Linked DNA regions of Sus scrofa: all the other regions are linked to region 1. Evidence: chromatin contacts called from public Hi-C and promoter capture Hi-C data. All regions are on one chromosome and are shown on one strand. Each heading gives the region's core, a stretch centred on a gene start, on an enhancer-like site or on the middle of the called end of the contact. The rest is flanking DNA. Distances are from core to core; before and after follow the strand shown.

Region 1 (3,546 bases), core at 536-3,035:
CCGCCCCAGCTGAGGCATCCGCCGGACCTGCAGGCTCCAGGCCCGGCCCCGGGACCGTGGCCGCCGGCGGGGCCGCTTTGCGCTCCTTTTCCTTCAGGAGACCTTCGGGGCCAGGGAAAGAGCGGGCAGGGTGGGCAGGAAGAGGGAGATGGAAATGAAGAAGAGTCTCCGAGTGGAGAAAGACAGGAGAAACGAGGGGATAGAGAGCCCCACCGCCGAGGTGAAGAGAAAGAGGGGACAGAAGAGAAGTAGAGGAGAGATCAGAGAGGGTGGGCAAGGGCCCAGAGATAGGAGGGGACAGAGGCTCAGAGAGGGAGAGAGACCCAGAGAGAAAAGACAAGAGACGGGGCGACAGACAGAGAGAGGGACAGAGAGCCAGAAAGAGGGGAGGACATGGATGCAAAGAGAGAGATGGGGACAGAGACCCAAGAAGAGATAGGGACATAGAAGGGGGACAGAAGTTCAAAGAGAGGTAGGTGGAGGGTTGGGCAGGTAAGAGAAAAAATGACAGCTCTGTAATTCTTCTGTAATTAGCCCCCTACCCCCCGCGCACTGTACCCCTTTCTCCTCGATCTCCCCCCCCCGTAAGGGTCAGGAAGGGGTTCTATTTCTGGGGCACATTCCTCGTCCCTAGACTCCATGTGACCCCAGGAGGCTCCGCCCAAGCCCGTGTAACTACCGTGTGAGCATCCGACACACCCCCCTCCCTTCTCCCTCGACCCCAAGAGTCCAAGACTCTCGGAACCACAAGAAACAGGGGGCTGGGGCCTAGAGTCTCGAGTCCTCGGGGTGGACGGGCTTGAAAGCCGGTATTTTTGGGTCCTGGGTGCTGAGGGATCTAGGGGCTTAAACACCTAAGTATTGGGGTAGATAAAGGTTGGAAGGGTGGACTCTGGGCACGTAAGAGGTATCTGTGGACCCTCCCAGCACTGGAGTCCCTAAGAGCTGGGGGGGGGGGGGCTAGAACTCACAGCTGGTTGGCTCTTTGGGCTTGCTGGTCCCCTGCAGAAGGCTCCGCAACCCAAGCAGCGCTCCCCCGCCAGGGGGGGCCCCGGCCGGGCCGCCCAGCAGCAGGGGGGCCGGGGTCCTGTCGCTCACGGGCCGCGCCATCGCCCGGCACCTGCCCGCAGGCTCACGGGCTCATAGAGAGGCGAAGAGCTGGCTTGCCAGTCAGCGGCACACTCCTGTGGTTCAGGCGGGTGTCTGCCCAGGGGCGGGCGAAAGTAGCTTGCAAGCCTCCAGTCTCCAGTCTCCAGAACACTGCAAGTCCTAGGAGCGATGGGGATTTGCAGTCCTCGGTGCAGAAATGTGCAACTCAAGAGGGTCCCAGGAGACCATACAGTCTGGGTGAGGGAGTGATCAAATCAGGCGGCCAGCTCTTTGCAACCGAGGGCTCAAGGGGACACAAGGCGCTCCTACAAGGTGGGCGAGCCTGGCTCTTGCAAAATCTGCAGCTCTCTCTAAGGAAGGAGCTTTGCAATCTGCACCAAGAGGTGTGCGCGGAGGGGCGGGGGAGAGGGCAGGAGGAGGCGGCTGCCTTGAGGCGTGGCCAAAGCAAACTTCTTTCGCGGAAAAAAAAAAAAAAAAGCCAAACCAAAACACCCGACGCCACAGCGCGCACCCCTCCTCTTGGCCCCGCCGGACTCTCAGGCCTTGCACCCCAGCCGCGTGCCTCCCTCCCGCTGAAAGCGCAGGCCAATCGCGTCTCGACCCCTCGAGACCCACAGCCAATGGGACTCCTGGATCTGCCGAGGCCTGGAGTGCGCGAGCAAGGGGCTCAGTGAGTGAAGTTACCTTGCCATTTGGAGGGAGGCGGGACCCTGACCTACATTTGCCCAATGGGAGACGGCTCTGGGGGCGGGACCGTGACCCAGTTCAGGCCAATGAGGCAGGCGGGAGGGGGAAGCACATGGCTCTGCGCGTGCTGCCTGACTGGGAGGGTGGGTGAGAGGGTGGGGGGCGCGGGAGAAGAGCCATACAGGAGCCACAAATCCTAATGATTGTTTTGGAAAAAGGAAGCCAAAAACCCGAGTAGTGGGGTTTAGGAAGTGGGAGATTGGTTTCTAGAAGAAGGCTGCTATTCTTTAATATCCAAATGCTTCCCCGCCGCGCCTAGAATCAGACCACTGAGATACAGGAAGTATTCTGTCCCTTTAATAGCTTTGTTTTGGGGGTGACTCCCCTCCCTCTGTGGGGAGGCTTGGGCAAGGCAGGCGCAATCCTCGATGGGGAGTCTCAGCGACCGTGGGGGGCACCATCCACTGTAAGACGAAACCGGTGGGGGGCGTTAGTTTAGGGCCTGATAGGATGCACCGGGTAGGGGGCGTGCAGGGGCGTGCAGGAGGCGGGGTAGCGGTGCTGGGCTGCGCCGGGCCATACCACAGGCAGGCTGCGAAGGGGAAACTGGAATGTACCAGCTTGAGAAGCTAGGGGAAAAGGACAGATTGCGAACTGGCAGTGGGCTGAACCATAGGGAGGCAGCAGGAGGGTGGCACAGGGACGTCCAGTTTCAGCATCAGGCTGAACTACGCGACGGTATTCACGGGGAGGCCTAGGCTATACCATGTTGGGAAGCCAGAGAGGTGGATGTCAGATCACTGGACTGAACCAAGAGGAGGCAGTAGAAGGGGAAGGGGATTGTACCATGTTGTTTTTCAGTGAAGGGGGTGTCAGACTTTGGACCAGCGTAGGGTTGTACCACATGGAAAGAGGGGAAAGGTTTCGGGCGATACCATTTCAGAAAGCCTTAACAAGAGCCACGGTCCAGTAGTTGATCGTACCCCCATGGAAGCAAGGGGGTTCGGGTTATACACCAAGTTGCAAGTCGCAAGCAGTGAGGAGGAAAGACAAATCATGGACCAGCAATGGTCTATGACGGAGAGGTGGGCTGTACCACGTTGACACAAATGGAGAAGGGAGAAAGAGCGAGTGAGAGCTCAGGAGGCTGGATCACACAGAAGCAGCAAAGAAGGGTAGGACTGTATCATATTGAGACACCAAGGGGAGACAGACACATAGGCGGGTTAGACCAAGACGAGGGGGTGCATACTGGATCATACCATGCAGGCGGTAGTTGGGGCCTCGGCAGCGCCTCTCGGGGTGCCTGGGGTCCCTGTTGCCCCTCAAGGCCCTGTGGGCCAAGGGCTGCAGGGGCCGGCCGTTCCCACTGAGGCTCTGGAAGATCTGGGACGGAGGATTCTGGCTCAGGAGTCTCAGGGAGTGCATCTGCCAAGGAGGGCGAGGGAGGGTGGGAACCTGGAAGTGACTAATGAATGGCCCTGCTGGCATCACAGAAAACCCCCCGCTCCTGGGAGCAGGTGGGCGGGGTCTTGCTCAGCCCCACCCCACCCTCCACCAAGGATTGCCAGACCCTCAGTCCCCTCCAGTTCTCTGTCCCCGATGGGAGGTGAAGCGAGGGGACACCCAGGCCAAGGAAGGGGCTGGGGGTGGCAGGGAGGGGGAATGAGCTGACAGGGTCACCTGGAGGGAGGTGATATTGAGGGCCCTGTCAATGAGGATCCAGGTAACAGTCTCCGAGCAGGGTGG
Region 2 (3,546 bases), core at 477-2,976, 930 kb before region 1:
TTTTTTTTTTTTTTTTGGGTTGAGTGGGAGGCTTTGGAATTTGCTGAGCCACAGCAGTGACAATGCCAAAGCTAAACTGTTAGGCCACCAGGGAACTCCTAAGTTAAGAATCTTTTTTCTTGGAGTTCCCGTCGTGGCGCAGTGGTTAACGAATCCGACTAGGAATCATGAGGTTGCGGGTTCGATCCCTGGCCTTGCTCAGTGGGTTAACGATCCGGCGTTGCCGTGAGCTGTGGTGTAGGTTGCAGACGCGGCTCGGATCCTGCGTTGCTGTGGCTCTGGTGTAGGCTGGCGGCTAAGCTCCAATTAGACCCCAGCCTGGGAACCTCCATATGCCGCAGGAGAGGCCCTAGAAAAGGCAGAAAGAGAAAAAAAAAAAAATTGGAAGAGGAAAAAGGATGAGAAGTATGTAATTTTCAAATGGGTGGTTTTAAGGAAGGCCCCTAAGAGGAGGTGACATTTGAATAAAGAGCTAAAAATGATATAGTGAATTTGGCAGGTATTTGGGGGAATTTTAAGAGAATTAAGTTATATGCGTGGAGAAGGTCTCTGAAAGGCTGTTCCCAATAACTATGTAAGTGGCAGGTGATTGCCAGGTACTTCCCTTTTCCACGATTTAAATCACAAAATGAAATTACTGGCCACCTCAGGGAATCCAGCCTCCCACTTATGTCATCCCCTGTAAGGGTGTCCCATCACTTTTTGTTGTTGTTGTTCTTTTCTAGGGCCGCACCCACTACATATAGAGGTTCCCAGGCTAGGGGTCTAATCAGAGCTGTTGCCACCGGCCTACGCCACAGCCACAGCAACGCAGGATCTGAGCTGCATCTGCGACCTACACCACAGCTCACGGCAACGCCGGATCCTTAACCCACTGAGTGAGGCCAGGGATCGAACCCAAAACCTCATGGTTCCTAGTTGGATTCATTTCCGCTGAGCCACGACATGAACTCCACTGTCACATTTATTATCACTTGTAATAACATGTTAATTATGTTTGTTTTGGTTAATGCATGTTACCCTCTGGACTCTAGGCAATCCAGCAGATCTTTCTCTGAGCTTCTGCAATTCCTAGAATGCACCAAGCTCACTCATCACAGGACCTTAGCACAGGCTGTGTGTCCTCTGCCTGGGCGCCTAGCCCCCTCACCCTCAGCCTCTCTTCCCGTCCCTCTTGCAAGCCATCTCACACATTTTTGTTTTCTGTTATTTCACATATACTTACGTCTTCCCTCAAGAGGACAGGGATGGGGTCTGCCTTGTTCATCATTTTGACACGCCCCCTCACGCCCAATTCCCCATCCTCCCAGCACAGAGCCTGGCACTCAGTGCTGACTGATTTTTTGCTGTGTCCCCGCCACGCGGAAGTTCTGAGGCCAGGGATAGAACCTGAAGTACAGCACCGACACCACCAGATCCTTAACCTGCTAGGCCACTAGGGACACCCTCAACGCTGATTTAGAGGGTGAAGGAAGGATTCTTTCGGTTGAAAATTTTGTCTCTACAACTAATTCTAAGGTTTCATTAGCAGAAGGGTGGGGGAGCATCCACCCCCTGCACAAGCTGGTAAGTCAGGATTCCAGGTTATCATTGCCCAGGGCAGGGCGCCGATTTACTGGAACCAGGAAAGGGGAGAAACAGGAAGCAGGTAGAGGCCAGAGAGAGAAGACGCTGTCTCCTCCCCCTGGAAGGTGGTCGTTCAGGCAGAAGGCAGTACAGCAAGCTTCCGGAACACCCTTGTCGACCCGCTTATCTCACTTTGCGCCTCTACCCAGACGCGAGCGGCGCCTTTAAGGCTCCCGGAAACGAGCCAGAACAACCGGAAGTGACCCTCGTTAGTTCCCCTCTTCACGTGGTGCGGGCCGGAAGTGACGCGCGGGGCCCGGGAGCTGCCGACGCGGAGGCCGACGGAGCCGGAGTAGCGGACGCCGCGGGGTCTCCGGGACAGGTGACCCTAGGAGGGGGCCGGGAGCGCGCCCGGAGAGGGCGGGGCCTGATGCCCACGTGGGGGAGCTGGCGCGAGCGCAGGCGGGGTAGCGAGCAGCCCGCGGGGGCGGGGTCAGATACTCTGCGGGGGGCGGGGACTGGACGCCCACAAGGGAGGCTAGGGGTGGGTGCTGGCTGGGCGGAACGTCGGCGGGTGGGCAGGGCTGGGGTGGGCCAGTCTGCGGGCGGGTCCGGAGTGTAGGTGGGCAGCTGAGGGCGGGGCCCAAAAGTTGTGCCGGGGCTGGGGGCGGGGCCAATGGAAGCCAGCGGTGCGGGCGGGGCCGGGACTCCCGGCGGAAAACGCTGGGGGCGGAGCCAGAAAGTTTTTCCTGTCCTGAAAGTGGGTCCTGGAAGTCAGGGGTGGATCCAGAGGCTGATGCGACGGTGAGGGCAGGGCCAAAAAGAAGCGGGGGAGCTGTGGGCGGGGCCAGGTACTGGCTAGGAATGATGAGGGTGGAGCCGGAAAGTTTTGCAGGCGCCAGGAGCTTCCCCACAATGTGGTGAAGCTCGCCGTGGAGCTCGAACCTTGCCTTGGGGCGCGCCGGGGGCGGGGCCAAATATTGGCGCGACGAGGCGGGTGCAGAGTCCGGGGCGTGGCCAGGAGGTTGGCCGGGCAAATCGTGTAGGGACCACAAATGTTGACTCGTGAGCTGGAGGCGGGCCTGGTGTAATAACGCGAGAAGGAGGGGGCGGGCTTAGGTTGCAGCCTGGGGATCTAGGGGGCGGGGCCAGAGTGTTGGCTGGGAAAATCCGAAGCCGGGTTGAGGGGCGACAGCTTCTTGACGCGAGCGTGCGGGCGGGGTCGGAAAGTTTTGGCTTTGCCCGGGGTGGGCCGGTGGCGTTCCGACCGGCTGGAGAACGGAGCTTTTTCCCTGGAAAGCCGCAGGCGGGCCAGAAAGTTTTGACCGTGTAGAGGCGGGTACAGTATTCTCTAGGGAGGTCGCATCAGGCCCAGGAAGCCTCGCCAGTGAGTACTGGGTCTGTTTGGGGAATCTTTATAGGGGTGCGGGGAAGCAGGGGCACCTTTCTTGGGATGCTGGGGGCAGCGAATAAGGAGTGCGGTTCAGACTCTTTGAGTGTGGGGTTATGAGACGGTTCTGAAACTCCTTGGAAAGAGCCAGATCTAGACTGTTAACGGGGATGTGAGCGGCACCAGAACGGGCACAGGGAGTTGGGCCTAGAACTTTCTTGTGCAGGTCGGGGGAGAGGCTCGTTACCTAAAGCTCTCTTGGGATGGAGACCCGAGGTAAAACTCCCAGCATAGGGGTGTGGAGACTGAACTAGAATTTTCGTTTGGAAGAGAGCAGTGTCGGATGTTTCCCTAAGTAATGGGGGCGTGGTCAAAACTTTCCCAAGGTGGGTGTGACTACGTTGTTTACGTGGAAAGTAGGTGGGCCCAAAACCATGGGAGGGGGCAGGGGCTAAAGTTTTCCAGGTAAGGGGCGGGCTAGCACTTCCGGAAGAGATGGTGGGAGGGAGGGCTAGCTTTCCCTTGGAGTGAGTGTGTGTGTGTGTGTGTGTGTGTGTGTGTGTGTGCGCGTGCGTGTGTGTGCGTGCGCG
Region 3 (3,546 bases), core at 524-3,023, 890 kb after region 1:
CACCAGTAACCTCATCCAATCAAATAACCTCAAAAAGGCCTTCCTTTCTCCATCAGCCAATCAGACCCTTAAGCTCCACCTCTTCACTGTGTACCGCCAATCAGGGCATTGGGAAGGTAATACGCATCCAGTCCTAACCAATTTTGTTTTTTTTCTTTGACTGCTACACCTGCGGCACATGGAAGGAGTGGAATCCATAGCGGAGGCCTAGGCCACAGCGCCATAGCAACGCCGGATCCCAGTCTCATCTGCGGAGTTACGGCCGTAGTTTACAATAACGCTGGATCCTTTACAGCCGGGGATGGAACCCACATCCCCACAGAGACGACGTCATATCCTTACCCTCCTGAGCCACAAGGGGAATTCCTAGTCTTACCCAATTTAAATGGGGATGAAAGTTTACCCCACTGAAAGAGGCCAGACCTCCTCCCCTCCCAGGCAGTTAGATTTTCTCGATGGGCCAGTTTCCCCAGCTGTTCCTACCCTTCGACCCCCCCACCCCGCCCCACCCCCAGGCCTGCTGCCCCTTGCCAACGAACTGGTACCTGTTTCACTGCCACGGTCCGAGTCTCAGGGTCTGCAACCAGCTCCACTGAGGATTGAGGGGGTGGAGTTGGGATCTGAATCTTTCGGTGATTGTTTCCTTCCCTACTGGGGAGTGTGGCCTGCTTCAGGCCACAGGATGGGGCTACAACACCCATTCAGCAGGAGGAGGTGGTTTATTTCTAAGTAGGTTTGGCTCACTCCTCGATATGCAGTAGCCAGATAATGGCCTTAGGATAGCCTGTGACACCGGTCCTCGCCTAGGGGCAAGGCAGGTGTTTTTCTGTATAGCATTGGTTTCTCCTTGACAACGCAGGAACCTGACGAGATGCAAGTCCTGGGCTTGGCCTGCTACCACCCATCTCTGCTCAGCAATATGCATTTTTCTTCATAGGATCGGCTCTCTCCTGGACAAGGTGGTGGCCGGATTCAAGCCCGAGTTATCTGGCTAGTTCCAGGTGGGGTCAGGCACCACCTTTCCCTTCTGTGCTCCCCGGAGGGCACTTGCCAACTTCAGGACTAGCTGCACCACGCGATTCGGCCTGGGGGCCAAGCACATCCCTCCCCGGACTAACTCTCGGTCTTTCCCATTGATTGTGTTCCCGCTTCTGAAGCAGGCCACACCCCCTCCGGCTCAGGCCCCGCCCTCGCCCACCTTGGTTTCGGGAGCATTTCCGGTCGGTAACCAGAGTCAAGGGTCCCCGGCCCAGGACCAGGGCTTGCCCGTCGGAGGGCAGGAAGATGGGAGGTGCTCCCCCAGGGGGGCTCTCCAGCCACAGGCGGCCCCGGGCCTCCACCTTGGCCATCCTGGAAGCCGGCCTAAAGGGAAGTAGGTAAATAGGTTTGAGTGGCAGCCCGCAGATTGCTACAGGAAGTCCCGCCTCCTCGGCCGCTCCACCAGGAATTCTCTTCTTCCGCGAATGGCTCAGGAAATTCCACCCGCTCTCCGGCTTGGGGCTCGCGCCGTTTCCCAGGCGACGACTCCCCGCTTCGTCCCTCCCAGAGCCCCGACTCCTACTTCCCAGGGCAAAGGCCGAGAAACTCATGAACTCCCGCCTCAACCCTTTGCTCACCCTTGCCCGCTGCTTGGCTCACTCACCACTTCCAACCAAGGAAATCCCGCCCGAGGCGCCTGGCCCGCAACTCGCCTTGCAGCTTTCTCCGTTTCTCCGCGGACGGAAATGACTCGCCTACTAAAGTGGGCGGGGCGTTGGTCCCGCCCATGACGTAAGCCCCGCCTCTTAGCGGTCCCGGGGCCTCTCTAGTCCCTCTGCGGCTCTGACCTTCATCTCTCCTGCTGCAGGGTGAGGCTCAGGCCAGTAGGGGGAAGGGGGTCTCCACAGATTTTCCTCTTTCCACGCTAAACTCTCGTTTTCATTCCCCTTGCTGGACAGTTACAGCGGGAAGTTATCCTTCCTCTTTGTTGACTATTGGCAGTCGAAGAAACCCTGCCCCAACACACACCTACCCTCATGCTGCAGTTTCCTCATCTGCAAAGTGGGGATAATCCTTTCCACGTTGCAGGGTTACTAGAAAGATGAAAGGAGTTAGTACATATAAATACTTCAGAAAAGTTTCTAGGTGGTAGTTGGCTCGGTTTAAGTTTCGTCTGTTAACATTCCACCCATGGTGGTCTGATGGGAGATGGGTATTCCACGCTTACTGGACCTGGCCCCATCTTCAGGTCTGGCGCCATTGCTCTGTAACCACCAGCTGACTTAGAATAGTCAGAAAACTCCTGGCGTCAGCTGGAGGTTCCTGGCTTTCCTGGGCACTCAGGAACTGTAGTTCCTTAAACTATTCCCAACACTCACACTCCTGAAGAGTGGGAATCAATGACTACACAGGACTGGAATCCTTCCTCCTACCCCGCGAATCTCCATTATCTTGTCTGTAAAATAGGCACAATTAGTTTAATTCGCAGCTTTGCACTGAGAAGCAATGAGACACTGCTCATTTGGCTTCAGAAAATGTTGAATAACACAACACACCTCATAGTCATTTGTCAGAGGTAAAACTCTTTAATCTCGGAGCGCCCCTCTCAACTCCTGATCCCGACCCCCCATTCTCTCCCCCACACCAGGGCCGGAGAGTGAGGCCCCCTGCCCTCCACCTTGGGTGGACGAGGGCCCTTTAAGGCACCTGTGGGGGTGGGGGGAGAGGGGCGGGAGCTGGTAACGTCCTGGACACAAGGACGGGTTTTGATTGGCAGGCAGTTGTGATAAAACCAATGAGAGGGTGTCAGACGCAGGAACAGGATTAGGCCATCCTTGAGGGGGCCAGAGGGACAATTGTCAGGACTGAGCCAAAAAACGACCCCAGCCCCAGTAGTGTAAAGACTGTAAATGTAAGGCCACAGGCCAATCCTGGGCAAAGGGGATTGGCCACGCCCCCAGGAGGCTGGAGCCAATCAGGTGGGGTAACTCGGGGTGGACAGGACTCTTGGGATGTTGGTCAAGCCCTTTACAGTGTTCAAGCCAATCAAACGAAGGAACTGCCCATTCACTATGCGAAGTGGAGGGCTACTACCCAATCCTGCAGCTTGACTGTGCTCTTTCGGGAACGGAGCCAATGCCGTGAGAGCAAAGCCCTTGTTGCTAGGCAGAAAACGACAGAGTTGACCTATTAAGTCAACTGGCCGCGCCCTGATGCCGGACCACGCCAATCCCTTAATAGAAAGAATCTGTCGCTGGGCGGAGAGAAGACAGACCCAATCGGGAAACTGGACAGGCGCTGGAGCGGCTGGGGGCCGGAAGGGCGGTGGGGATCCGCAGGGACCAGGGACGGGTCAATCCTGGGGCCAGGGACCGTGGGAGGCCGGTCATAGCTCTGACTCGGATTGGCAGGTCCCGGAGGCGGGGCGGGGGTGTAGTGTTGGGTGGGGCGGGCGCCGGGCCGGGAAGCTCCCTCCCTGGGCCTCAGTATTTCCGCTTCAGCTTCTGGAAGTCACTGGTGTTGAGCCGTGGCCGCGGCAGGTCCCCGAAGACCTGAGTGTCCTCCGCC
Region 4 (3,546 bases), core at 296-2,795, 840 kb after region 1:
AGATAAATGTGACAATATAGTGATACTGCTGAGTGTGCAAAGCAACGCACCCTTTTTCCCTGAAATATATCGACAAACTGCATTGGAAGACGTTGTTCTCATTTCCACCCCCACTATCCCACGTCTTCACCAGCTTACTTTACCCAAACCCCCTCATCCTCATGGACGTGTGTTTTCCAACCTTCCAACATAATTACCTTGACAAGAGTAAAATGCTGACAGCACTCTTTTTTTTCTTTGGCTGCAGCAGAGACATATGGAAGTTTCCAGGCCAGGGATTGAACCCCTACCACAGCAGCGACCCCAGCTGCTGCAATGACAACAGGGGGTCCTTAACCCGCTGCACCACAGGGGAACTCCAGTATTATTTAATCGAAGATGAGTGGCTTTCAGAGATTTACTCCCTTTTTCTTTTTTTTTTTCTTTTTAGCACCCCCCCCATATGGAAGTTTCCAGGCTAGGGGTCCTATATGAGCTGTAGTCACCAGCCTACTCCACAGCAACTCAGGATCTGCGCTGCATCTTTGACCTACAAGCTCATGGCAAAGCCGACTGTTAGCCCACTGAGTGAGACCAGGGATCGAAAGCACATCCTCATGGATACTAGTGGGGTTTGTTAACCACTGAGCCACGAGGAGAAGTCCATTACTCGATATTTTAAAATAGGTTTTGTGGGTGGGAAAAGCCTGCAATATTTTCCTTCCCCACCTAAAAAAAGTATTATTTTCCTAAGTTTCTATTAATTAGTAAAATGTATCTGTGTAGTAAATTTCTGTCAACACTTAAGTTCCAACGACTTTCCCGGTTTATAGATCGTTTTCAACTTGGTTTATGGAGTCTTTTGCGGAGAAACAGATCTGTATTTTACGTTTTCTGGCTTTGCTGCAATGATAAACTCTTTTTTCCAGTCTTCAAGATTATACAGTGTTATGGTTTCATTTGCATTTTTAATCCACCTGGAACGTATTTCAGATCTAGGCCGGTTTCTGGCCTCTCGCCCAGAAAACAACTATCAGGTGTTACTTAGCAACCACCACTGGGGTTGGAGTGAGCCGTCTCTTCAGGGAAAAAAAACAGCTGCACTCTCTCCAGAGTCGATTGCCCCTTTAAAGCGTTGCCTAGTAACCCTGTTTCAGACTAGGTGATTGGACCCTGCACACGACCCACCCCCCCCTCCCGGTTCCCTGGGAGCCAGAAAGAATTTAGCTGAAAACCTAATCTCTGTCAGAAAACCAGGGCAGCGTGCGCGTTGCATGGCAACTAGATCTTCCGACCCTCCCAGTGAAACTAGTGTCGGAAGAGCCGCCCCGCTCAAAGATGGCGGCCGAAGCGCCGCTCTCAATATATTTCGTTCTCTACGTCCTGCCAATAATTAATCTTTACACCAGGCCCCCGAAGGGGTTCTCTAGGTCCTTTTGGAGGCTTGCACAAGGTTGGTACGAAGGAGGATGGAGATCAACCGACGCGCCCTGAGTGCCCCGCACAAACATGGCCGCAGGCGCGGCGTCAGGGGCGCGAGGCCGTCCGGCGCAGGCGCGGGCGCGGCGCAGGCGCACTTGCGCTCATCCCGCGGTGGCGGAGACGGCGACGGCGGCAACGGCAGCGGCGGCTGGGGCGCGGGGCATGGTACTCGGGTCGGAGGGCCCGGCGCGCGCCGGGGGCCTCGTAGCTGACGTGGTGTTTGTGATTGAGGGCACAGCTAACCTGGGGCCCTACTTCGAGGGGCTTCGAAAGCACTACCTGCTCCCCGCCATCGAGTGAGTGAGGTTTCCGCGACTCCAACCCCGCCCTCCGACTTTAGTTTTCCAGTCTCTTGCCTCACCCCGACTTTTCACCCCCGACCCTCACAGGTATTTTAATGGTGGTCCTCCTGCGGAGACCGACTTCGGGGGAGACGTGAGTCTTGGGACTCTTGAAGGTCGAGGGAGAGGGAAGCTGGGAGTCCCTACTACTGGGTCTCGGGGGAGGGGCTGGGGTCCGGGCTCTGAGTCCGGGAGGAGGGGGCTGGAGCTGAGGAAGAAGGAGCGGGGCGGGGGGTGGTTCCAGACTCCTGAGTCGTGCGGGAGGGTTGGGGTCCGGACTTCTGGGTCCCAGGGAGAAGGGCCTGGGGGCTTGGACTCCTGGATCCGAGGGAGGAGAGGCTCGGGTGCGGACTCCTGGGTTCGAGGGAGGAGGGAGCTGGGAGCTCCCACTTCTCTGAGAGAAAAGACAGCTGAGGTCCCAGATGAAAAGTTCTTCTGTCCTCCTCTGCCAGTATGGGGGGACCCAATACAGCCTCGTGGTGTTCAACACGGTGGACTGCGCTCCGGAGTCCTACGTACAATGTCACGCTCCTACCAGCAGCGCCTATGAGTTTGTCACCTGGCTGGATGGCATTAAGTGAGCTCTTTTCCGGGCTTTGGGGTGGGTTGGGGGACCCTGGGAGGGACCTGGGTTTGAGCTGTAGGATCCATTCCCTCACATTGGGAAGCTAACAAGGACTGTGATTGGGATTGTGGTTTTGTCCTAAGTCACTTGTGTGCCCGGTTCTGTGTGCTCAGCGGTGATGCCATCTGGTTTGGAAGCGGAAGGAACTCTAGCACCCAGGCCCTACTCTCCGTGCGATTTCCCCCCTTTTTGTTTGTGTTTCATTTCTCCCGTGGCTTCCTTTTTCAGCTGAGCGCAGTGAAGCCTGATTGAAAGGGGGTGGGGTTGGGCTAGGCATCTTGTGCTTTGGAGCAGGTTTTGATAAGTTTGCATTGCAAACTCTTGCAGGTGCAGACAGCCTGGGGCCACCGCATGGCTATACCCCAACAGAACTCCCAGACCCAGGAGTCCTGGTTCTCTCTGTGTTTAACATAATTTATCTCTAAAAGGGGAATGTTGATAGTTCTTACAGCTATTGTATTCCTTCTCTCCTGTTGGGCGACAGATTGAAATTTAGCTGCTTAAAAACAAGGCCCTGAAAAGCAAAACAAACCGAAAAAGAGTTCCTGCTGTGGCTCAGGCAGGTTAAGGATCCAGCTTGTCTCTGTGGTGGCGAGGGTTTGATCCAGCTTGTCTCTGTGGTGGCCCAGTGCCGTGGGTTAAGGATCTGGCATTGGCTCTGACCACGGTGGTGTAGGTCGCAGCCGTGGCTCAGATTTGTTCCCTGGTCTAGGAACATGGGTGCAGCCAAAAAGAGAAAGAAAAAAGGGCAACACAAATAGTTATTATCTCATGTGGTCTCTGTAAGTAAGGGATTCAGGAGGGGCTTTGATGGATGCCTCTGGCTCAGGGTCTCTCTTGAGATTTCAGTCACCATGAGCTGCAGTCACCAGTCATTTGGCAGTTTGATTGGGACTGATGTATCCGTTTCCTAAGTGGCTCACCCAAAGGCTGTTGGCTGGAGGCCTCCACTCCTTGCCGGCTGGTAGCCACAGGGCATCTCCATGGGGCTGCTTGCGTGTCCTCCCAATGTGGCAGCCGGCTTTCCTCAGCCCGAGCATCCCTTGCAAGTTCCACAGCAGCAGCTCTCATTCAGCTCCGTCCTGTTCCGCGTGTGAGGGGGTGGGACTCCCATGAGCT
Region 5 (3,546 bases), core at 390-2,889, 710 kb after region 1:
CTCGCTAGGCCCCTGAGGATGCATGAGGCAGGGGCTGAGCGCAGGACGGTCGGGGCGCATTCTTACGTGGGTATCAGAGGTACTGTATCTGCCACTGAGGTCTAGAGAGGTGTCTGGCTCAGGAAAGTCCCCAACTCCTGTCGAGAAAGGTGGTGAGTGGAGTAGGGGCTCTGGGGACACCCGAAATCCCATCCCTCCAAGCAAAGCCTCACTTCAGCACACCTGAGGTCACAAACTCATAGATCTTGTGTGGGTCGTGGGGGTCCTTGCTGTGGTCCTCTGCTAAACGCAATGCTTCTTTCCGGTTCAGGGCAGACCGGAAATTCCTCTTCCAGGTGGGCAGGTCGGGCTTATCCTTCCCAGGAGTGTAGGCACCACTGGCCTCGGCCCAGGCCTGGGGGGACCAGTGGTACCAAGATAGTGAAGAGGATGACTTAAATCTTGCCCCCAGGGGTCCTAACCTTGGCTCCTCTTGTCCTAACACCACCTTGCCCTCCCCTGGCAGGTTTTGTTTTTGTTTTTGTTTTTGAAACCATAGTTGATTTACAATATTGTGCCAATTCCCTTTGCACGTTCTAACTTAGTTCTCATCCCCAAGCTCTGGAATTCTCTGTGCCCCAAATCCCCCTTACCTCCACCCTTCAAAAACATTTGCTTTCTAAGCCAGCCTCCTGGTCCTAATGGGTGTCTAACTGCCAGTGCGCTGCCCCAGGACACTCTTCGTCATTAGGCTTAACACCACCGGCATATCCTACTTCCGTGGCAACCTCGGCTTCAGGGTCGAGTCTTGCCTCTAATATTCCAAGGTCCGCCCCCAGAATTCTACAACCAAAAGCCCCACCCCAGGGGGTTCCCTACCACCACCACTCCCCTCCCACCCCAGGATGCATTTCCTTCACTTGCCCGGTTCTATTCCTGGGACCTGGCGGCTCCAATCCTCACGGCTGTCAGACGCCCATCTGCGCGTCGTACTAACTTCGCCCCTCCCAGTTCTAACTCCATCCACCCCCACCTGCCAGAATAAGCGTGGGCCGCGCGGTCGAGCTGATCCCATCCCTCGGCCCCGTCCCCTTGGAGTCCCCGGGCCCGGCGCGCGCGCACCTGGAAGATGCCGAAGTCCTCCTGCTGGGCATCCTGCCGCAAGCCGTGCTTCCAAGGGATGCGGAAGCGCGTGTGGCCCTCATCCAGCCAGGCCACGCCCTCCAGTTGCCCCTGGTTCAGCTGAGATATCAGCCAGGGCAGGATCCGAGGCTTCTGAGTTCCCATGGGCCTGTGCGCCGGGGACAGTTCCTGGATATAGGCGGACTCCCAGGCCCACCCAGTTGGAAGGTTCCGAACCCAGACCTCCCTCTCAAGCGCCACGGCGCAGGGTCCTCACCTCTATTCTCCTGGGGTACAGACAGGAGACCTCCCATCCTCCAGAGAGGCTCCCTAATTCAGAGAGGAGTCCCTCCAAAACCCCTCTCCTTTCCCCAGCTTCTTTTATCTACATACCTCTACCTCCCTCAATTCTACCTTCCTCAATTCCGCCAGTGTAGACCTTCCCCACTCCACTGAAAGCCCTTCCCTCCCCCACATCACACAGTGCAGGTACTCTTATCTCCAGGGTAGACGCCTCCCTCCCGTTACTGCCGTGCACATGCTAGGGACTCGCAGACCTCTACCTCCCACACTCAACTCCAGTGTAGCTCCCCCCGCTCCCCAGAACCCCTCACTCATAGACCGACCAACCACAGTTCCTCCCAAACAGACGGCCTCCCTCCTCCGCGGCACGCCCCACTTCCCAGAGTGGATCGCTTCTCATTCACAGAGTCCTTCTCTCCCCTAGATACCCCAGTGTGGACACCTCCTCTTCTCTCCTACCAACTACTTTTCTAAGTTTTGTTTTACAGCCAGCCATTGCTTCACTTCCTTTCCTTCTCGCTTCACTTTCCCCAGCGTACACAAACCCCCTTCCCCACTGTCAAGGCAGACGCATCCTTCCTCCGTCCCATTCTTCACTACTGGACGCCACCAACTCCCCCGCTTTTCCGCGTTACCTAGGTAGTGGGTCGAGGCGCGTAGAGTGCCGGGAGGAGGTGCGCCGGGAACCCAGGAACCCAGAAACCCAGAAAACCCACTCCTGCGTTTGAAGCCCCGTAGCTCTCGAACTCGCCGCCGCACACCCCACTTCTCGTCAGCTGAGTTTTAGAGGTGGGACTTGTTTTCTGTTGATTTCTTGAAATAAAAACGACTTTAACGTCGTTAGGATTATCGACTCGACAGCCAGAGAGGCGGTACAGTGAGCCGGGAAAACTCCCCCGCCCATCATGCCCTTTTTAGGTCTTCCGACCACGGGCATGCTGGGAGCGTTCTATGCAAATTAGGCGGGCCTCATCGCCCCGCCCCTTCCACGTTTGGGCCGGCTCCTAGCCGGTACAGTCATTGCGCAGGCGCGGGAAAGTCGCCCTAAGGAAAGTTTATACAAGTTCAGTGGAGGAGGCGGCGGCGGCGGGGCCCGGGACCAGGTGAGCGGGAGGTGAGGGAGAGCTAGGTGAGCAGGGAAGAAAAGGGGGCCGGGATCTAGGAGCAGGTAGCCCAGTCACGCTTCCCCGACATCTGCGTGTCCCGGCTCCCCCAAATTCCAGCCCGAGTCAGAGTGGAACTACACCTCCCAGCAGGCTGCGCGGCGAACAAGTAACGGACGGAGGGGAATGTTTGCTACGAAGTCTGCTGGGAATCGTAGTTCCTGATCCTCTACGGACTTGAATAGCTTGGCATATACTTTCAGAATGGAGAAGTCAGAGCCCCAAGCCTCCTTCTCCTTCGGGGACTCAGGGATCTGAGGCCCCAGTCTCCTTCTCTCTTAGACTCAAGAGTTCAGACCCCCAGCCCCCTACTCCGAAAACCAAGAGTCCAGGCCCCCAGTCCCCTCCTCCCTTGGACCCCAAATCCAAATCCCCAGCTTTCTCCTCTCCCAGGATCAGGATGTCTTTGCCCTCATCCCTCTCCTCCTTCTGAGAACTCAAGTGTCTGGGCCCCCAGACCCCAACTTCTGTAAGGAACCTGGGAATCCAGACTCTCAGCCCCTTCCTCCCTTGGGCACGCATGAATCCTGACGGCACCACACTTCTCATTCCGGGACTAGCAATTTGGGCCCCCAGCCGGCAGTTCTTGCTGAACCCTGGAGTCCATCCCCAGCTCCTTCTCTTATAGGTGCCTCCATGGCAGGCTCTGAAGAGCTGGCGCTCCGGGAGGACACTCTGAAGGTCCTAGCTGCCTTCCTTAGGCGGGATGAGGCTGCCGGCTCGCCCATTCTGTCCCCACCCAGGTAAGAGGTGTTGCCCTCCTCCCTGAGGAAACTGCATTGGGGGTGGGCTCCTCTCGAACTCTGGTCCCCGGACTCAGTCTTTCTCTCCCCGCCTCCCCTCCCTTTATATCTGGCTCTCCTCCTTGTCCTGCGGGTTGCAGGGAAATGCCCTCAGTGAGAGGACAAAAGGACTGCTTGCCGAGGGCCTTGAGTCACACTCCGCGGTCCCTTTCCCCAGGAGCCCTGCCCAGGAGGAG
Region 6 (3,546 bases), core at 666-3,165, 540 kb after region 1:
GGGTTTGGCCGTGACCCTCTGTTGCTGCCTGGATCTCGGGGTCCAGCCTTCTTCTGATCTGTCGCCCTCCTTGAGTATTAGTCCTCCACTCTCTGGGGCTGTTCCCCTCCCCGCCCTGGAATTTCTGACTACCTTTGAGTCTTCGTCCCGCTGGTCACACCTGTCCTCCCTGCCTCTCTTTGGCTCTTGGCCCCTTCCCTGCTCTCTGGGTCTCCATCACTCCTCCCGCTCAAAGCCTCTCTACCCCACCATTACTGTTTCTCCTCCCTCCCTCCTCTTCCTGTGTCCCCTGCCCCCCAGTCAGGGTCCACCTCTCTCTGGGACACTATCTCTTTCTCTTTACGTTTCTGTCTTTCTCACCAGGTTGAGGTTGTATCTGTGTAGATTCTGGTCGGCTTGTTTGGGCTTGCTGGAGCTCCTTGGAGGCCTGTGTGAAGGAAAGCAATTTTCAAGTTTGGCCTTTGTGCTATCAGAACCCCCTCATTCGTTTCGCAAATGTTTACTGAGCAATTTTTATGAATACTAGCCAGGCAGGGCATAAGACATACTATGGCCCCTTCCTACCTTGAGGAATCTGAAGAACAAGCCCAATTTTGCTCCCATGTCTTCCAGAGACTAGCAAACTTGAAGGTAAACAACTACAATTCCCGCACGGACGGACACACACACACACACACACACATATGTATTCCCCGAATCCCCAGGGACCCAGGAGTGCGTTCAATCGCACCTGCAGCAGCAGCTCCTCGAAAGGCGTCGTCTCCGTGCCCATCGTCTCTGCTTCGTTTAGCTCCGGCACCAGCAACGTCGAGTCGGCCATGGCCCTGGGGGAGAGACCTTGGCGTCCTCAGCAACCCCGGCGTGGGGGAACCATCGGCGGGATCTGAACTCTGAGACTAGTTCCTGGGCCCTTAACCAAATCGCGACACCCACTATTCTGTATGAAAACCTGAGAATCTGGCCCGAGACACTTTCACTCAGACCAGATACTGTCGTCAAATCTCTTAAGAGCCAGTGTCTCTAGATGCTAAGTCCTGCGTGCCAAAGGTGCAAACTACAGCCACTCTTTTGATCCCTGCGTAATCAGGAACTTGAGTAAGTCACACTACCCCAACGCTTCATCAATCCTGCAACTGTATTCCGTTACCAATCACAGACCAATCTAGTCCAAGGCTGAAGCCACGCCTCTCATCTCAACCAATCAATACAAAGTCCTGATAGTCACTAAATGCCACACTTCCTGCGGGATTCAAGCCACGCTTCCGGCTCCTTCCGGATAGCCGACTCCGGCCAGTAGCTGGGCAAATCTGTCACACTTTAAGAACATTAATTTCATGGAGTTCCCGTCGTGGCGCAGTGGTTAAGGAATCCGACTAGGAACCATGAGGTTGCGGGTTTGATCCCTGGCCTTGTTCAGTGGGTTAAGGATCCGGCGTTGCCGTGAGCTGTGGTGTAGGTTGCAGACGCGGCTTGGATCCCGCGTTGCTGTGGCTCTGGTGTAGGCCGGTGGCTACAGCTCCGATTGACCCCTAGCCTGGGAACCTCCATATGCCGCGGGCGCGGCCCAAGAAATAGCAAAAAGACAAAAAAAAAAAAAAAAAAACATTAATTTCAGTGTCCATCCTAAGACTCTCTTTTGACCTCTGAACAACCACCTCGTTCCAGAACTAGATTCTATTCTCGATAAAATGTATTTAGGACTAAAAACTGCAATTCCGGTATCCAACACAAACAGGATAGCGAGACGCTGGAGCTCTCACAACTATTTGAAGTCACTCACACTTTCGTTCCCCATTCGCCCCGCTCTGAGGACTGCGCATGATCCAAACTACACTTCCGTGCGCAGACCCATGGGCGGGGTCACCAGGTCCTGGGCGGGGTTACGCTCTATCTCCCATAGCCCCGCCCTTTGGGTAGGAGGGGGCGGTGCTACCCTTCGGACCTCGAGGTTTCCTCCGGCAGAGCGCCCTGCAGTCGGTGGAAAGCGGCGGGGGAGCGCGATGGCCGAGACGTGTACAGGATCCCGCGCCAGCGAGATCTTCACCACGCTGGAGTACGGACCCGTGCCGGAGAGCCACGCATGCGCACTGGTGAGGGCTCGCCCGGCCCGCGCTGCCCATCCCCCTCCCCAGTCTTCGGAGCCGAGTTTTGCGCGCGGACTCCCACGATCCACCGCGGCAGCTCAGTAACTCCGCCCCTCTCAGCTCCCGCGATTCCCGCCACTCCTTAGGACCCACCCCTGGAGGATGGTTTGTTGAGCTTCTTAGAGTTGCTGCCTCAGCCCGATAGTCTCTTCTCATGAGGCCCAGTGGCTGTCCCGTTACATGGTCCAGAATTCACGGTGGTGCTTCGCCGAGGGTGCTTCCGAGAATCCCCCGAGGGGGTCCTGTGATTCATCAAGGCCCCCTCATAACCTCCCGCGATTCCCTGGGGGGCTCCCGTGATCTTCCGAGGACTCAGAACCCACGTGTAGACTTACCGTTGATTCCTCAGAACATCCTATGGCTCCCGAGTTTCCCCGGAATTCCTGGAGGGGCTCCCTTGATCAACCAGAGACCTCCAAAACCTCCGCGGAGCCGCCGTGATTCCTCAGGGTCACCTCAATACTCGTGGGGTTCCTATAGTCTCGGGAGTTCTCAGAACCCCAGAATACATCAGAACTTTCTGTAATAACCTTCAGCCCCTCAGAATAACCCCATGGGGCTCCCGCGACCCCTCCGTATTCTTCAGGACTTCCATAAGACTCCCGTGATCCCTCAGGGTCCCCCAAGAACGCTCTTGGGGTTCCCTATAAAAGTAGGGTGCCTCGAATTTTCTGTAACTACCCTCAGCATTCCCCCACGGGGCCATCATGAAGGCACAGGGCCCTCTAGCGCCCGGGCGTGAGAAGCTTGGCCTTTCCTGGAGGGAAAGAAGGAGGTTGGAATAATGGTGAGACCAGAGCCTGCCGTAGGCTCTGGAGATGGAGAGGAGGGAGTGAGGCAGAGACGCAGGAGGGACAGGGTTTGCGTGTTGAGAGGGCAGGGACAAGGCCGCGGGTCTGTGGCTGAAAATGTGGCCTCGGATTTAAGTCCCAATTAAGTCCTCGGAGACAGTTTTAAGGAAGGGAACAAAGAGCTTTATTGCTTTGCCACGCAAAGGAGGACACAGCAGGCTGATGCCACAAAACCATGCCCTGCCTGGAGAGGGGATATCAAGGAGTTTTACAGGTTTAGCTCGGGAGTCAGGGTTATTGATTGAGGGGTCCTTGTTACTCGCACCCATAGATCATTTCAGTGTCATCAAGGCCGGCATCAGCGGGTCCCGTGATGGTTTCTGGTTGTCTTCGTGCTTATCATTCCTTGACCTCTGTGGACTGAAGATTGCTTACAGGGAAGGGGTGTTAGTGCTTGAATTAGAAGAGAAAACACTAGGCGCAATATAACTCTAGAAAGTAACCGTGAGTAAAAGAAAGCAGTTAGCAAGGAAGAGATCATTTGTGAAAAACCGGACACTAGGTGCAAGATAATTAGAAAGTATTAGGAGTTCCCGTCATGGCTCAGTGGT

The links. Promoter capture Hi-C pulls out the DNA fragments that hold promoters and counts their contacts. Hi-C and Micro-C count contacts between places; a contact is called where the count stands out from the background.
Region 2: a promoter capture Hi-C map of liver shows a contact between it and region 1, with 4 times the contacts expected there. The contact joins the promoter of CCDC9 here to the promoter of DBP in region 1. A contact is called at or near these places in 1 of 5 promoter capture datasets (liver) and 2 of 47 Hi-C or Micro-C datasets (heart right ventricle and liver).
Region 3: a contact with region 1 is called in a Hi-C map of embryonic fibroblasts, with 2.7 times the contacts expected there. The contact joins the promoter of PNKP here to the promoter of DBP in region 1. A contact is called at or near these places in 1 of 5 promoter capture datasets (liver) and 3 of 47 Hi-C or Micro-C datasets (embryonic fibroblasts, heart right ventricle and skeletal muscle).
Region 4: a contact with region 1 is called in a promoter capture Hi-C map of liver, with 4 times the contacts expected there. The contact joins the promoter of MED25 here to the promoter of DBP in region 1. A contact is called at or near these places in 1 of 5 promoter capture datasets (liver) and 1 of 47 Hi-C or Micro-C datasets (heart right ventricle).
Region 5: a Hi-C map of liver shows a contact between it and region 1, with 5 times the contacts expected there. The contact joins the promoter of BCL2L12 here to the promoter of DBP in region 1. A contact is called at or near these places in 1 of 5 promoter capture datasets (liver) and 6 of 47 Hi-C or Micro-C datasets (embryonic fibroblasts, heart right ventricle, liver and 3 more).
Region 6: a contact with region 1 is called in a Hi-C map of liver, with 3 times the contacts expected there. The contact joins the promoter of ALDH16A1 here to the promoter of DBP in region 1. A contact is called at or near these places in 1 of 5 promoter capture datasets (liver), 1 of 47 Hi-C or Micro-C datasets (liver) and 1 of 2 datasets of contacts at active chromatin or transcription factors (alveolar macrophages).

The regions. Positions count from the first base shown.
Region 1 is chr6:53,991,259-53,994,804 of Sscrofa11.1, forward strand. DBP (D site-binding protein) reads right to left here and starts at 1,786. Exons shown (of 4, transcript XM_003127286.6): 1 at 972-1,786; 2 at 1-102. The coding sequence starts at 1,110. It overlaps CA11 (carbonic anhydrase 11), which reads right to left. Exons shown (of 9, transcript NM_001004038.1): 7 at 3,481-3,546; 8 at 3,060-3,225; 9 at 2,139-2,261. The coding sequence ends at 2,236. It overlaps LOC110261016 (a long non-coding RNA gene), which reads left to right and starts at 2,848. Exons shown (of 3, transcript XR_002344719.1): 1 at 2,848-2,972.
Region 2 is chr6:53,063,451-53,066,996 of Sscrofa11.1, forward strand. It overlaps CCDC9 (coiled-coil domain-containing protein 9), which reads left to right and starts at 1,727. Exons shown (of 15, transcript XM_021094629.1): 1 at 1,727-1,948.
Region 3 is chr6:54,879,041-54,882,586 of Sscrofa11.1, forward strand. It overlaps PNKP (bifunctional polynucleotide phosphatase/kinase), which reads right to left and starts at 1,774. Exons shown (of 18, transcript XM_005664749.3): 1 at 1,643-1,774; 2 at 1,199-1,362; 3 at 546-592. The coding sequence starts at 1,767. It overlaps AKT1S1 (proline-rich AKT1 substrate 1), which reads right to left. Exons shown (of 5, transcript XM_005664751.3): 5 at 2,541-3,546. The coding sequence ends at 3,462.
Region 4 is chr6:54,832,758-54,836,303 of Sscrofa11.1, forward strand. MED25 (mediator of RNA polymerase II transcription subunit 25) reads left to right here and starts at 1,546. Exons shown (of 19, transcript XM_003127336.5): 1 at 1,546-1,757; 2 at 1,851-1,896; 3 at 2,255-2,379. The coding sequence starts at 1,624.
Region 5 is chr6:54,704,814-54,708,359 of Sscrofa11.1, forward strand. It overlaps BCL2L12 (bcl-2-like protein 12), which reads left to right and starts at 1,640. Exons shown (of 10, transcript XM_013998657.2): 1 at 1,640-1,769; 2 at 2,044-2,078; 3 at 2,266-2,454; 4 at 2,456-2,507; 5 at 3,196-3,310; 6 at 3,528-3,546. The coding sequence starts at 1,640. IRF3 (interferon regulatory factor 3) reads right to left here and starts at 1,266. Exons shown (of 8, transcript NM_213770.1): 1 at 1,102-1,266; 2 at 223-394; 3 at 67-137. The coding sequence starts at 1,266.
Region 6 is chr6:54,527,624-54,531,169 of Sscrofa11.1, forward strand. ALDH16A1 (aldehyde dehydrogenase family 16 member A1) reads left to right here and starts at 1,916. Exons shown (of 18, transcript XM_021094740.1): 1 at 1,916-2,090. The coding sequence starts at 2,001. It overlaps PIH1D1 (PIH1 domain containing 1), which reads right to left and starts at 1,134. Exons shown (of 9, transcript NM_001244978.1): 1 at 731-1,134; 2 at 361-427. The coding sequence starts at 820.